Linked DNA regions of Mus musculus: all the other regions are linked to region 1. Evidence: chromatin contacts called from public HiChIP or PLAC-seq data. All regions are on one chromosome and are shown on one strand. The core of a region is the stretch at or near the end of the contact, and the rest is flanking DNA. Distances in the headings are between cores, read along the strand shown.

The links. HiChIP or PLAC-seq counts read pairs in DNA pulled down with a chosen protein or histone mark.
Region 2: a contact with region 1 is called in a CTCF HiChIP or PLAC-seq map of the NIH/3T3 cell line, with 9 read pairs. The contact joins two enhancer-like sites. A contact is called at or near these places in 2 of 15 datasets of contacts at CTCF or cohesin (the NIH/3T3 cell line and stem cell-derived epiblast-like cells), 1 of 484 Hi-C or Micro-C datasets (bone marrow-derived macrophages), 1 of 115 datasets of contacts at active chromatin or transcription factors (cardiomyocytes) and 1 of 9 other capture datasets (embryonic stem cells).
Region 3: a contact with region 1 is called in an H3K4me3 HiChIP or PLAC-seq map of bone marrow-derived macrophages, with 6 times the contacts expected there. The contact joins two enhancer-like sites. A contact is called at or near these places in 1 of 15 datasets of contacts at CTCF or cohesin (the NIH/3T3 cell line), 2 of 115 datasets of contacts at active chromatin or transcription factors (the HPC-7 cell line and bone marrow-derived macrophages) and 1 of 9 other capture datasets (embryonic stem cells).

Annotation. Positions count from the first base shown.
Region 1 is chr1:178,490,229-178,494,724 of GRCm38.p6, reverse strand. No RefSeq gene overlaps it. Among named protein-coding and RNA genes, the nearest start is that of Gm31289, 12 kb to the left of the region's middle. Within about 2 kb of position 2,049, at least 46 of the 459 cell types and tissues checked have an H3K27ac peak or open chromatin away from gene starts, as enhancers often do. A contact at or near this core is called in the NIH/3T3 cell line and bone marrow-derived macrophages, where this site is marked.
Region 2 is chr1:179,474,823-179,479,318 of GRCm38.p6, reverse strand. The region is part of intron 1 of Smyd3 (SET and MYND domain containing 3); the gene reads left to right. Among named protein-coding and RNA genes, the nearest start is that of Smyd3, 41 kb to the left of the region's middle. Within about 2 kb of position 1,943, at least 61 of the 459 cell types and tissues checked have an H3K27ac peak or open chromatin away from gene starts, as enhancers often do. A contact at or near this core is called in the NIH/3T3 cell line, where this site is marked.
Region 3 is chr1:179,044,477-179,048,972 of GRCm38.p6, reverse strand. The region is part of intron 9 of Smyd3 (SET and MYND domain containing 3); the gene reads left to right. Among named protein-coding and RNA genes, the nearest start is that of Gm46249, 270 kb to the right of the region's middle. Within about 2 kb of position 2,427, at least 54 of the 459 cell types and tissues checked have an H3K27ac peak or open chromatin away from gene starts, as enhancers often do. A contact at or near this core is called in bone marrow-derived macrophages, where this site is marked.

The DNA of each region.
Region 1 (4,496 bases), core at 800-3,299:
GATTTATTTAAAAAAAAAAAAAGAAAGAAAGAAAGAATTGATCAAATCCCAAGATATAAGGGTTGGTCTACAGAAACACAGGGAATAGCTGGGCATCTTAATGCCACAAAAGCCTAACCAGATAATTCCAGAAATGGAGAGAATTCTTCTACATGAAAGACTAGAGTAACTTTAATTTTTTAATTTTTCCAAACCTTTTTTTTGTTTTGTTTTGTTTTGTTTTGTTTTGTTTGTTTTGTTCGAGATAGGGTTTCTCTGTGTATCCCTGGCTGTCCTGGAACTCACTCTGTAGACCAGGCTGGCCTCAAACTCAGAAGTTCGCCTGCCTCTGCCTCCCAAGTGCTGGGACCACCACTGCCAAACCTTATTTTTAATGACGGTTCTTAAAAGCTTTAACCTTCCTTGTAGCCCACCACCCACCAGAGGTAGTGGGAAAGAAATACATGGGAAGTGGACCTGTTTAGGAAGGTTCTTTGGAGCAACTCCTGTCTGTGTTGTCTGGAAATCAGCAGTTCAGTTTACAAGTTAGCAGGCAGTGAGTGGCAGTTCCATCTACTCACAAACACTTTACAGATACACCAGCAGTTAGTCCAGTTTGGTAGAGTTGGGTTGCTAACAGCGGTGGCACGACCTAGCAGAGACCACCAGGCCTCAGCCTCTGCTGGAGTCAGCAGGAGGGACCAGCAAGAACACCAGGAGACATTCTTGGCTGTGCCTCTCTCAGGGAAGTGAAGATCAGCAGACTTGAGACCCACAAGCATTGCACAGCTAGCTGTACCAGCAAGCCAAGCTCTGTCTCCATTGCTCCGTGGAGTCCTATTTATACCCTCCAAACATCACATGTCCTCCACGTGCCTTGACTCAGCCCTGGTCTTGCCTCAGCATGTGCATCGAATCAGCCTGAGTCCATCCCGACAAATGGAGCTCAACTACACACTGTAATGGCGGACCAATACATGTGTGTTGTTAGCAAAGAATCCTTCATCACATGTCCTTTCACGTGTTTGCATTAGCAGAACATCCTATCTCCTGTGTCTGCTTCAGCAAAACGTTCCTTCACGAGTCTGCCTTAGCCTTTCACACCTGTGACTACTTTAACACAATGTTCCTTCACGTGTTTGCCTTGGCAAAACACCATCCAACCAACTTTCCAAAGATACCTTAAGTTTCTGCTTCAGAGTAGGAGAGAAACAGTACAGCAAAAGAGAGGGAAGTGTCCAGGAGTGACAATGGCTGACCTTGGTTGGATCCTGATTGGAATAAAGCAACAGAAAGAGCACACTGTGAAGTCAGGGGTGGGCACTGGAACAGTGTATCTCAGGGGACACTGAAGAATTCTTCTACGTCTGACAGCTTCTAGTCAGCTAGAGAAAGGGAAAGAGCTCCCTATATAGCCAAGACGTCTCTCAGTTCTTACAGACAAAAATGAAGTAATGTCTAGAATTTGTTTTCAAAATAATCTGCAATGTGAGGCTAGAGGTGAAGAGAGACTAGATGAAGGGTGCTTAGCCATATATGCATGGGCTGATGTAGGCGTTCATGTCCTCTCACTTATTCTTCTTGGATTGAAGCTTAGCAAAAAGCCTTGTTTTCATCACCTAGTGATCACTGCCCTGCAGAGATATTTCCATAGTAACATAAGCATGTTTATACTCTACCCATAGGCTTTCCACCTTCAACCCCACCTTACCATCAGGGAAGCATCCATTGTCCAGAAAAGAAACTTTGAGCCAGCTGGGCACTGTCCAGTTGTGTGTTCAGTCTAGATTCTTCTGCCTCTTTTTGCTCTGCTCTGAGTCCACCCTCCATGCTTCCCCCATCTAGAGCAAGAATTTGCCTTCTTCTACAATTACCTTGTTTTAACTTAAAGCATTAGTATGCCCTAGGATCCAGACTCCTCACTGTGCCTGCCCACCTAACTGCAGAGCACGTAGGGTCCTCTCTCTAGCACAGATGACTTGAAGCCAACAAGCCTTGCCCTCGGACTATTGGCCTGCTGCTTCCCTTCTGTGGAGACTAATCTGGTTAGTCAGCCATGAGTCATGTAAACTTTGCCTTCCCTGCTTCCTGTTTAGCTGTTTTTCCAGAACTGCAACTTCCTGGAGGAAAGAGAGAGGCTCCTAAGACCAGGAAGTCAAAAACCTCACAACTGGAAACAAACAAACAAAATCCTGGAAACTTATAGGATTCATAAGGTTCCTTCCCCAATGTTATACAAACTGTAAACAAACTGAATTTGCTCAGGTCTCCCCAGAAAAAGTCACCTACCTCACTGTTTTTGTTTTGAAGACCCTACTGGGTTTTCTTCCTTAGTTTTGTGGTTTTGTTGTTGCTGCTTGCCCAACAAATGGGGATTTAAAACAAAATGATAAACCCTCCTACCACTGGGATTGAGTCATTGATTCCACTGCTTAGAACAAGATTAGAAGGTAATCCTGCCCCCACAGAAAGTTACCCTTATGTTGGATCAAGCCGTTAGGCAGCTGCTCCTGTTGGACAGACAGTGGAATATAATGTCCTCAACTGCATATGCCGTGCGGGTGCCACCAGCAAAACCCAGGCTGTGAGAACACAGGCATGTCTTGGACTCTTCAAAACACTCCAAAGGAGAAAAGGTAGTAGGAAATGAGAACTATGCATTAATGGCAGCTTTAAAAAAGTTAATCCAACATAATAGTGCCTTTTACTTCGTGTGTGTTCTTTACATTAGTGGGGAAAACGATTACTTCAACACTAGCTGGTAGCTGATAACAACTACCAAGAGTGACCACAGTGTTGTGGTCACCATGGCTTAATTGTGAAATGTTCTCCGTAGGCTCATGTGTGGGAACACTTGGTTCCCTTCTGGTGGCTTTCTTTGGAAGGGACCTTCAGGAAAGGTACGTTGCTGAGAGATGTAGGTTGCTGGACACTGGGCCTAATGGATTGGCGACCACCCCATTTCTACCTCAGTCTGCCTGCTTCCTGATGTGCTGAGATGCAGGCAGGCTACGCCACATTTGCGTGCCTTTGCAGCCATGATGCACTGTCACCTTAAACAACGGCCACAATGAGTCTTAGCTCCCTTAAGTTACTTCTTGTCAAGTATGTTATCAATGAGAAGAGGAACTGAGAGCAGTGGTTATTTTTAAAGATTTATTATATTTTAGATGTGCTGCATTTTTAAAATATACCTATTGAAAAAATTATGGGCAGAATCAAATAGTCTTATATTTGTTTTAAAATAATGAAGGGGTGACATTATTAAAATGCAGACTGGGTTGGCCTTGAGCTAATAGCCATTGGAAAGGTGAAGATATGTGAGGGCCCACCACACTGTTGTTTACCAATTCAGCATAATAAAACAGTTTATAAAATCCTATACACTTTAGCTTTAAAGGGGGAAATCTTCTCTGACAGAATAATTTAGTTATTTTTAGTGCTCTATTTTTACTTCTGTTAGGGAGGAAGAGTAATTCTCCTCTCCTTTGCCTCTCCTCACTGACCATTCTTGAAGGTAAACTGTGTTTTGAATCTTGAAGAACCAAGTCTTCTCAGGCAAACATGGAAGAAAGAGCAATTTTCAACAGCCTTTGTTCCTACTGACAGAAGCTGTGTGTCTGAGGAGAGCATGTGGAGTCCCTGCACTGGAGACAGGAAGACCTTGGAAGAAGACTTGTGCTTTCATCTCAGAGGGACTCCCACTCCAACCTAGGGCCCATAAGAAAGCCAGAAGTCGAGGACAGGCTGCAAGATAAGCTGTTGGGAGAGTGGAGCCTTCCTTAACGTGGACTGGCTGCCACACCTGTCTCAACTGTGCTGTCACCGTAGTCTAAGAACCGTAACTGCAGTACTTTCTCATCCAGGGGAACTCACTTTGTCTGAGGACATCAGGACTGCTGAAAAGGAAGAGTGGGCGATGGAGGACTGGGTAGGCCTGGGGGTATGGTCTAGTGAACCCCAGGTCTGTGAGCTCACTGTGTATCTCTTGTACTGAGCTTTCCTCTGTCTATAACCTGAAGCTGCCTCCAAGTTCTTAGACCATCCTGGCTGTAGAGTGTCATCTGCACGCTGACCCTTCACAAGCCTGTGTGATCAGTTAGCTTCTCCACATTAACTCACCCAAACCATACTCTTGTTTCCCCCCCAAACCTTAGCTGCCCTGCCAAATGCTGAAGTCATCCTTCATCTACCCTTTCCCCACGAAGGCCCAACACGTCAGGATACCCTTTTCATTCTACCTTCCAAATCCTATCACTTCTCCAGTATCTGAGATACCATCTTGCTTGTGCTAACTCAGTACTATCCAGTGCCTTCTCTTCTCATAAAACACATATGGAGCTCTCTTCCTGGCTACCTGACCCTTTTTTGTGCTGGGCTCTGCTTGCCTCTCCGTCTTAACCTCTTACTTCTCTCACTACTTGGGTACCACAGCCAGGGCGGCCTCTGTGATGTTCTTTCAGGCTCTTTAATGTCTTCTTCACAGGAAATGCTAGGATTTTTGATCTCACTCTAGG
Region 2 (4,496 bases), core at 694-3,193, 980 kb before region 1:
TCTGTAAGAGTAACAAGTGTTCTTAACCTCTAAGCTATCTCTCCACCCCTCCTAGGTAATTCTCCTTCCTCTTAAGTTCATGTTATTAACCATCACATAGACTAAGCCAGGACAGTTGTACATCTCTATTCATAGAGGAACTACAGATTAAGAAAATAGTTAATTTTAGTTTTAGTAATTATTGAAACTAGTGTTTTATATACGTATTCTAAATTTTATTATTTGGACATAGAAATAATACTGCCTTTAAAAAATAAATACATGAGTTTTTGATCTAATAGTACTTTAAATTTTTTTCCCTTCTGTGTTTTGTAGACAGTCACACCACTGGTAGGCACACTTTTTTTTTTTTTTTTGCCTCGTGTCTGACAGAGTTTTGTGTCGACAGTGAGAGTCATCATCTCTACAACTCGCCAGCTGTGTGACTCTGGGCAAGTCATTTATGGTCTCTGTGTCTGAATGTCCCTGTCTAGTAAACGGGACAGAAATGTGGTTCTCATAGGACTGTGGTGAATGTCGTATGAGGGTTCTCTAGAGAAAGAATGAATTAATGAATCCTTCTCTCTGTATAAAGGGGGTTTATCGGGATGCCTCACAGGCTGCAGTCCAGCTAATCCAACAATGTCAGGCTGTGAACAGAAAGTCCAAGAATCCAGGAGTTGTCAGTCCATGAGGCTAGATGTCTCTGCTAGTAGACACATCCCTAAGAGATAGGCTCTAATCTAATGCCAGTGAAGGAATGGACTTGGCTAGCAAGAGAAGAGCAAGCGGGCACAGAGCAAAAGCTTCCTTCTTCTAAGTCCTTATGTAGGCTTCCAGCAGAAGGTGTGGCCCGGATTATAGGTGTGTCTTCCCACCTTAAGATACAGATAAAAGGTGAGTGCCTTTCCACCAAAAGTCCTGACTAGAAGTGGATCCACACACTTCTAACCAAGCAAAAAATCTGTTGTAGGTGTGCCCTCTGCTTCTGGATTGTAGTTCATTCCAGATGTGAGATTGGCAGCCAGGAGTGGCAGTCACAGATTCTCTATACATGAAATGATCTGATGTTTGTGAAACGGGGAAGACAGCGTGTGATACCCAGTAAGCACCATCAAACTGCTTGATGACTAGGAAGTACCCCTTTCTCCAGGCTGGCCTTAAACACCTAATTTAGCCTGATAAATGCTGGCTTTCAGGCTTATGCCACCACATCTAGCAAGCATCCTGCTTTGGATGTACTCATTAAATGCAGATTTTACACAGAGGACTCTTAGGTCAGAGTGAAGCATTGTGTGTGTGTGTATACATGTGTGTGTGTATACATGTGTGTGTGTGTGTGTGTAATCTCTTTTAAAGTCGATTTTGTGTTTTGGACTAGTTTTGGGTATAGAGATACAAAGAGGTAACATATGTACTGTGCTTCTCAAACACACAGCTGTCCTCACGTCTACATCCCAGCCTTAAGTACAGTTATCACAACTCCTGACTCATGTGACACATCACCTAACAGCTAAAGTTTGTATTAAGATTCACTTAGTGTTGCATATTCTCTGAGTTTGGACCAGTGGGTGTGACATGTCTCCAGTTCCATCTATCCCCTCCTCTCTCTCTCAGTCAGTCCTGGCCACCGATGCTCTTCTTCCTGCCTCTGTGGCCTTGACTTCTCCCGAATGTCACGGGGATTTGGATCATACTGTGTATAACCCTTCCAAGTTTACTTCTTTCGCTTTGCAACATGCATTGAAAGTTGATCCTTGCTTCTGTGGCTTAATAGCTCATTTCCTTTAAATACTGAGCAATCCATTGTCTGAATAAAATTCTATTGCCTTTGAATGACTAAATGTCTTCCCTGGGTCTTGTCAGTGAGCTAATAAATAGTCTCTGAAAGCCAACAAAGTCCTCTGCCAATCTCCTTGGCTCTAGGCACACAGAAGTGATCAAAGCAGAAAGGAATGTTCCCTTGTGGGATCTCCTGCATGTTTGTGGCTTAATTATGTTTGCTTTCTGTCCCATCAGCCCAATTGGGAGTCTTGTCTTCTTTTTGGGACTTTTCAAGTGTGGTAATAGCCTGGCATTTCCACTAGGTGGCAGTAGGGTCATATATAATGAACAGTGCAAGGCACTGAAACCACTAGTTTGTTCATTAACAGAGTTCTTTTTATAATGAGTTAAATTTAAATGCTTGCAATAACTCTCCAGATATAATCATTACTTAAAATAGTACTTTCATTTTTTAAAGTTAACATATAGAATAATAGATTTCATTATGACATTTTCATTCTGATGTCCCCCACCCCCACTCCCCACACTAGGGTTTCTCTATGTAGTCCTGGCTGTCTTGGAACTCACTCTGTAGACCAGGCTGTCCTTGAACTCAGAGATCTGCCTGCCTCTGCTTCTCAAGCACTGGGGTTAAAGATGTGTGCCTCTACTCTCACAATCCTAATGAGTGCTTTTCAGAATAAACTCCAATACATATAATTTCTTAAATTCTTTAAATCTCTTAAGCTACTTGTTGTATGTGTAGGAGTGTTTTGCCTGCATGCGTGCCTGTGCACCGTTAGGTACTTTGTCCCTAGCGGGGCCAGAAGAGAATGTCCGATCCACTGACTGGGATTGAGGTCACAGACAGTTGTGAGCCACCTTGTGGCTGTTGGCAGAGCAACCCGTGCTCTTAACTACTGAGCCACCTCTCCAGCCCCAGGCCCTCAAATTCTTGAGTTTGTCTTCCTTTGATCAGTGAGGTGTTTACTGTGATCCTCACACAGGCTAGGCAAGGTCTAGTTTTGAGAGTTCAAAAGTTGAATACTTGTTCCTTGATGTCCTTGAGATGTCACGATTTGACAAGGGAGACCAGCTGGATTAAGGGATGTGTTACAGTGAGTGTATGTCCCAAGTGTCCTCGTTCGATGACTTTGACAGATGCACACCTATGTAACCTCAATTCCTGTTGAATTACAGATGACTAATGTCTTGGGGGTAATCAGAGGGACAGTTGAGCGATGGTGGCCTAACAGGCATTTCTGAGAGAACGACCTGGTGACTTTGGTTATTTTTTACCGGTTCAGCTTCAGTCCTTTTGAGTCCTGCACGTGCTTTGGTTCTTCTCTGCCATTTGTCCAAACAACACACGTGCGTTAGAAAAGACGTGCGGTGACTTTCAAAGAAAGCCCGGGCGTTATATTTCTGATGATACAACAAGCAAATCGAGAAGACTCTCAATCCAACAGCAGCGGGCTGTGGATTCACAGGATTAAATGGGCCAGCGAAAGCAGCAGGCTTCACTGAACACCGTCCGTGCCAGGCACAGCCTGAGTGTTGATCACAGTTACCGTAGCCCTAAGCACTGGTCATTTCTGGTTTTTCTCTTGTTGAGAATGGCAGCAAGGAAACTGATGTGCAGAAGATCACAGAGCTCATGTAACCGGTCGTAGCTGGAGGCGGCAGGTCTTGACAGCCTGATTCCACAGCAAGGTTTCCAATCTTGCCTCCAGAAGAAGGGATTTTAAATTACAGTAGGGAAAAAAAAATCACAAAAATAAAATGGAGATTTTGTTTTTATCCTTGTTTGGGGGAAGGAAAACGAAGAACACACGGGTAACAACAAGTGGTTGCTTATTCAGGGCCCGCTGTATGTGGCAAGGTGGTCAGCTACCCTTGCGTTGGCAGTTGGGAACGTTTAGAGTGGAGCCAAGGGAAGCCACCAGTATGCCCTGACTGGAGGCAGTTTGTGTGGGAAAGATGTACATGAGCCAGGAAAAGTATGGTATCTTAGCACCCAGAGGTACAGGCTCTAGGATTGTGAGTTCGAGACCAGTCTAGGTTGCACAGCAAGACTGTGTCTTAAACTAAACCAGGCCTAAACCAAAAAACTCAACCAACTTAGACAGACAGAAAATAAAAACCTATAGCATCCTCTGGTTGTTTCTGAATGAAATCAGGAGAAAAGTCAAGAGGCCTGTCAGTTACTGGTGGAGTTCTTACTGCTTTAGGCTGATTGTGGTTTGACTCTCGCCCCGTTGTTGGAGAAAGCAGTCTGAATTGTCCTCCTGGACCTCTTACTTGGCAGGTGATTGGCTGCCTTGGCTTGCTTCAGCTGTGGCTCAGAGTCAGTTTGTGTGTCTATACATTCTGTTTGTATCTCCTAACAGTTAGGTTGGGAGTAGGCACGCCTTGGTAAAGGGACTGCCGTCTAAGGGTATTATTTCCCTAGGCTAACACTTTGGTGTTTGGAAAGGGAAGAGCAGGGGATGGGTGAACACCCTGTGGACATCTGTTACATTTTCCCCTCGGAATGTTGGCTCTCCAGTGTGGTTTCTACACCAGCAGCGTTGACACCAACCTGTTAGCAATGCACAGTGTCAGGCCTCACCTCACACCCACTGAAGCAGAACTGGACATGTGAGCCCAGTGCTTCAGTTTTCACAAGGTCGGAGGGCATCTCTGCACTGCAGCGGAGACCCACTTGCTGCATAGGAAGGAGCCCTAATAGCAACAACTCAAGTTCGACTGCG
Region 3 (4,496 bases), core at 1,178-3,677, 550 kb before region 1:
TATTGCTTTGGTAAATAGCGAAATTTAATAAAGTGTATGAGTATGTTCTAACTCTCCAGAGGCAACTATGATCTTGGGCTGTAGTCATAGAAATTTAGAATATAAAATAAGAAAGGAGGTAGCACAGGGCTGAGCCTATGTAGACTCTCCTAGTCATTCAGTCTGGGTATGGCTTTAATAAGTCGGCCTGTAGAGAAATTAAATTCGTTATGAGGAATGGAACAGAATTAAGGAGGAATTTGAAACTCCACCTGTCAGCTTGATGGAAGCTATGGGGAAAACAGTTGGCTCTGGGTTGGCATTCATAGACTCGAAGTTGCTCTTCTGCCATGGATGTCTTGTTCTCTGAGGTCCTACACAGCAGAAGTCAGGCCATAGAAGACCCTGAAGCCTTTCGGTCTCACCTGGATGAGACTTACATAGAAACTGATTCTGCCAGGTATTTGGGTAGTCTTCATCCACCATGTGATAGAGGCAGAAATGACCAGGCACAGTCTAGCACTCACACCTCCCACACAGTGGGACGGTAATCATGCCAAGCACGAGGTGCTGTGGTTCAGATGAGTCGCTCTCAAAGATCCATGTGTCAGAGGCCCAGGGTGCCTCTAGTGAGGACTATGGCTGACGCTTAAGAGGTGAGACCCGCTGTGGCCGTGGGTGATTATCACCCAGTGGCAGCAGCGCATATTCCTCAGTACCCGCTCCAGTGTCCTGGATTCCCGAATGAAAGACATACACACACAGCTTTATATTTTAATATGCCCAAAGCAGTTCAGTGATGGAGCCACTCCCAAACCTCCAAGAGGCTAGCACATTTTCTCCTTCGACATTCCTGAGTTATTACTTACTAAAGTCTATAGTCCATCTTTGCTGCCCTAGACCCAGTGGGTGCGGGGGTGTGTGTGTGCTGGGGCCGCTCCTCCCTGGCTCTTGAATGATTGATATACCTCTCTTTTGCAGCTCTCAATCCTGGACCTTACTCCTTTCCCAGCATGGTGATTCTAAATCCTCCTTCTTCTCTCCATTCCCCTTGCCCACTAGTCCCAAAGTCCCACCTCTGTCTCCCTGCCCAGCCATGGGGCAGCCATTGTTTAACAATCAGAATCAACTGGGCTCAGGGACCCTCAGCATGGGCGGGATTCTCCTGCAGTTTTGGGAACCCAATTAACATAATACAAGTGTTAACCTAAATGCACAACAGCCTCCTGTGAAGCCATTGGGAGAATGCCTTTAAGGGGACCTCATCTGTGCCTGTCTCTGCTTCCAGGCTTGAAATATGAACGCTTATTCTGACACCCACTCCCACCAGTGCCCTCTGGTGCCCTCACCAGAGGCCAAATCAATGGGGCCCCTGAAACTTGGACTTGAACCTCCATAACTCACAAGCCTGTCTTTGCTTCATGTGATATTTTGCATCAGATAGTTCATTTTAATCATGCAAAACAGAATAATGCAATACAGACTTTGGTAAACACACATATACATATATACGGGGAGGGGGGAGAGAGGAGAGGGAGAAAGACAAAGACAAAGACAGGGATTAAGGCTTTTTAAAGGAGGTGATAGCTGTACTGTATCTGGGGAGGTGAGTGGGATTTTTGGCAAGCCATGAGGGAGAGCATCTCAGTGGTAAGAAACGTGACGATACACAGAAGGTGACATGACGTGATGCTGGTGCTTGCCAGCATGCCACCCATGAGGAAAGAAGCTAGCGGGAATGGGCACAGAGTTAGTTTTTATACAAAGCGGCCCAGAATGATGCTAGGCAGAGTAGCATCACTAGATGTTCACAGACCTTGCTCTGGCGTCCTGTCTTAAGAAGCTGAACTAATCCTCAAGCGACTTCATTCCCATGTCTGTCTATCTGTCTGTCCCCACCCTCCTATAGTCATTTGGAGCATTTGAAAGAAAGCCCCCATCCTGCACTCTGGTCCCTTCAGTTCAGAGCTCAGCACCTCAAAAGATGAGCAGTTATAGTAGATGCCACAGGTGGCAAGGCTAAATCTGAGCAGATCTATGACTGCATTAGCTTAGGAAGAGACTTGTAGCTAAAATTCTTCCTCCCTCTGGACCCTGGAGCGGTGTACATGAGAAGTCTCACCTTGTTTGCCAGGAGATGGTTTCCAACAATGTGGAGGGAGGTTGGTATGAAGTCCTTTGCTGCTTGGTGGAGGTGGGGGGGCTAGATTCGTTCCTATGAGTGAGTACAGATTATCACATCTGGTTTCCACTTGCAAGGCACCCCACCTCATCCTCTTGATGAGACAGAGCACATTATGGAAATGAGAAGACAATAACAATGGGGATCCAGCAAGCGATGTTACAACAAGGCTCAAGCCTTGCCACAGAAATGTCTGGCATTGTGTAAGAGACAGCCATTCCTCCTGACAGTTTGTCAAACATCTAATCCTGGAATGAAAAGCCACAGAGGTTAGCACGGCAATCTGTTTCAAAATCAGCGTATTGCCTAAGAAACCGCTTTCCCCCAACCTCTGGGGGATTCGTTCAGCAAACTTGAAACGTCCGTGTCACACACATACAAAGGAAAATCACCAACTGTCAATAACTTCAAATCACTGTCTTCAGTACGCGAACCCCTTCTGGGATCCGAGCCAGGACTCACCCTAAGAGGTGACATAAAGGGCCCTCAGCTTGAAATTCTCCCTAAGGAAATGGCGCTCTGGAGTAAAGTGGTGTGCCTCAGCTGAGAGGAAACGTCTCTCCTGGGAGCTGCTTACATTCCTGGTTCCCAGGTGTGGCTTGGTCGCTAGAAGGTGCCACTGTTGGTGTTTCAGGAGCAGGGCTATGCAGGCACCAGCAGTGGAGAGGAGTAAAGGAGCTTTGTACCCATGGGCTCAGGGTGTACACAGGCCACAGGGTGAGGTTGCTGTGTTAGGACACTGATGAAGAGGACCTGAGTCAAAGTTTAGGGGAAGTGCATGGGACGGAGGAGAAATGACTCAGTCTTCCATTCCTCTACTCTTCAGCTTGTCAGGCTCAGGGGTTGTGACCGGAAGGAAAGAGGAAGGTACATCTCTGCCATGTGCTCTGCACACTTTCCAGCCGTATCCATGACACCTGAGAACTCCGCCTAGCTCATGAGAGGACAAGAAAAGATTTCCCTCCGTTTTAAGACTCATTGTTTTATTTGATTTTTACTGAGACGGGCACTTTATTTTCAGCCTACCTCAAAGCATTTGACTGTCTCAAAGCTCCAACTCTGACGGAGGGTGGAACTAGCTTAGATTTGAACCAAGCTTAATCGAAGATGAGGCTCTCTGTACCATTTCTTCTATAGTTTGAGTCTTCGAATGTTTTCCCCAAGTGGATTTCTAACATCAAAGCGGAGTAGTGGTGGGAGAGGGCAGGGAGATGCCCAGGGTCAACACATCAGGGTGCCAGACTGCGATGACCCCAGCTGAGTCCCGCACGTGCACACACGCGCCTCCAGTGGAGGAAGCCCCAGGACTCCAGCTGCCTCTCTAAGAGGATGGAGTTTCAGTCTGCAAAGGTGAGGATGGAAGCTAGACCAGATACCACACCCCTGTAGGCCCAACTACTCGGGACACTGAGACAGATGGGTTAGTGGAGCCAGTGGTCTGAGGCCACTCTGGGGAACATGGAGCAGCGCATGGGGAATGGAAAATCACCGAAGCCTCACAAAACTCATTACTGCCTTAATTGGCACATGGTTAATCAGAAAGTCAGAGTTACTAAGCAGTGGGTCTCCTTGTTCTTAAAACAGCATGTTTCCTTCTTCAAGGTACACTTAAATAACTCTTCTTAATAATTTCTTTCTATCTATCTATCTATCTATCTATCTATCTATCTATCTATCTATCTTTATTGAGGCCAGACCAGGCAGTCCTCTGCTGTGTATGTGTTGGGGGCCTCAGTCCAGCTAGTGTGTGCTGCCTGGTTGGTGACTCAGTATTTGAGAGATCTCAGGGGTCCAGGTTGGTTGAGACTGCTAGTCCTCCTACGGGGTCACCCTCCTCCTTAGCATCTTCCAGCCTTTCCCTAATTCAACCACAGGGGTCCCCGGCTTCTGTCCATTGGTTGGGTATAAGTATCTGCTTTTGTCTCAGTTAGCTGTTGGTAGGGCCTCTCAGAGGGCAGCCATGCTAGATTCCTGTCTGTAAGTACATCATAGCATCAGTAGTCATGTCAGGCTTTGGGGCCTCCCCTTGAGATGGGTACCAATTTGGGCCTGTCACTGGATCTCTTTTTCCTCAGGCTCTTCTCCATCTTTGTCCCTGAAGTCCTCCCTTCCTCCCTCCCTCCCTCCCTCCCTCCCTCCCTCCCTCCGCTCTTTCTGTCTGTCTGTCTGTCTCTCTACGTAGTCCTAGCTGTCCTAGAACTCACACTGTAGGCCACACTGGCCTAGAACGACCAACTACCCCTGCCTACCAAGTGCTGGGATTAAAGGCGTGCACCATCACACCCAGACTTTAATATTTTCTTTCAGTGTTTGGGTTTCAAGTAAGAATACATGT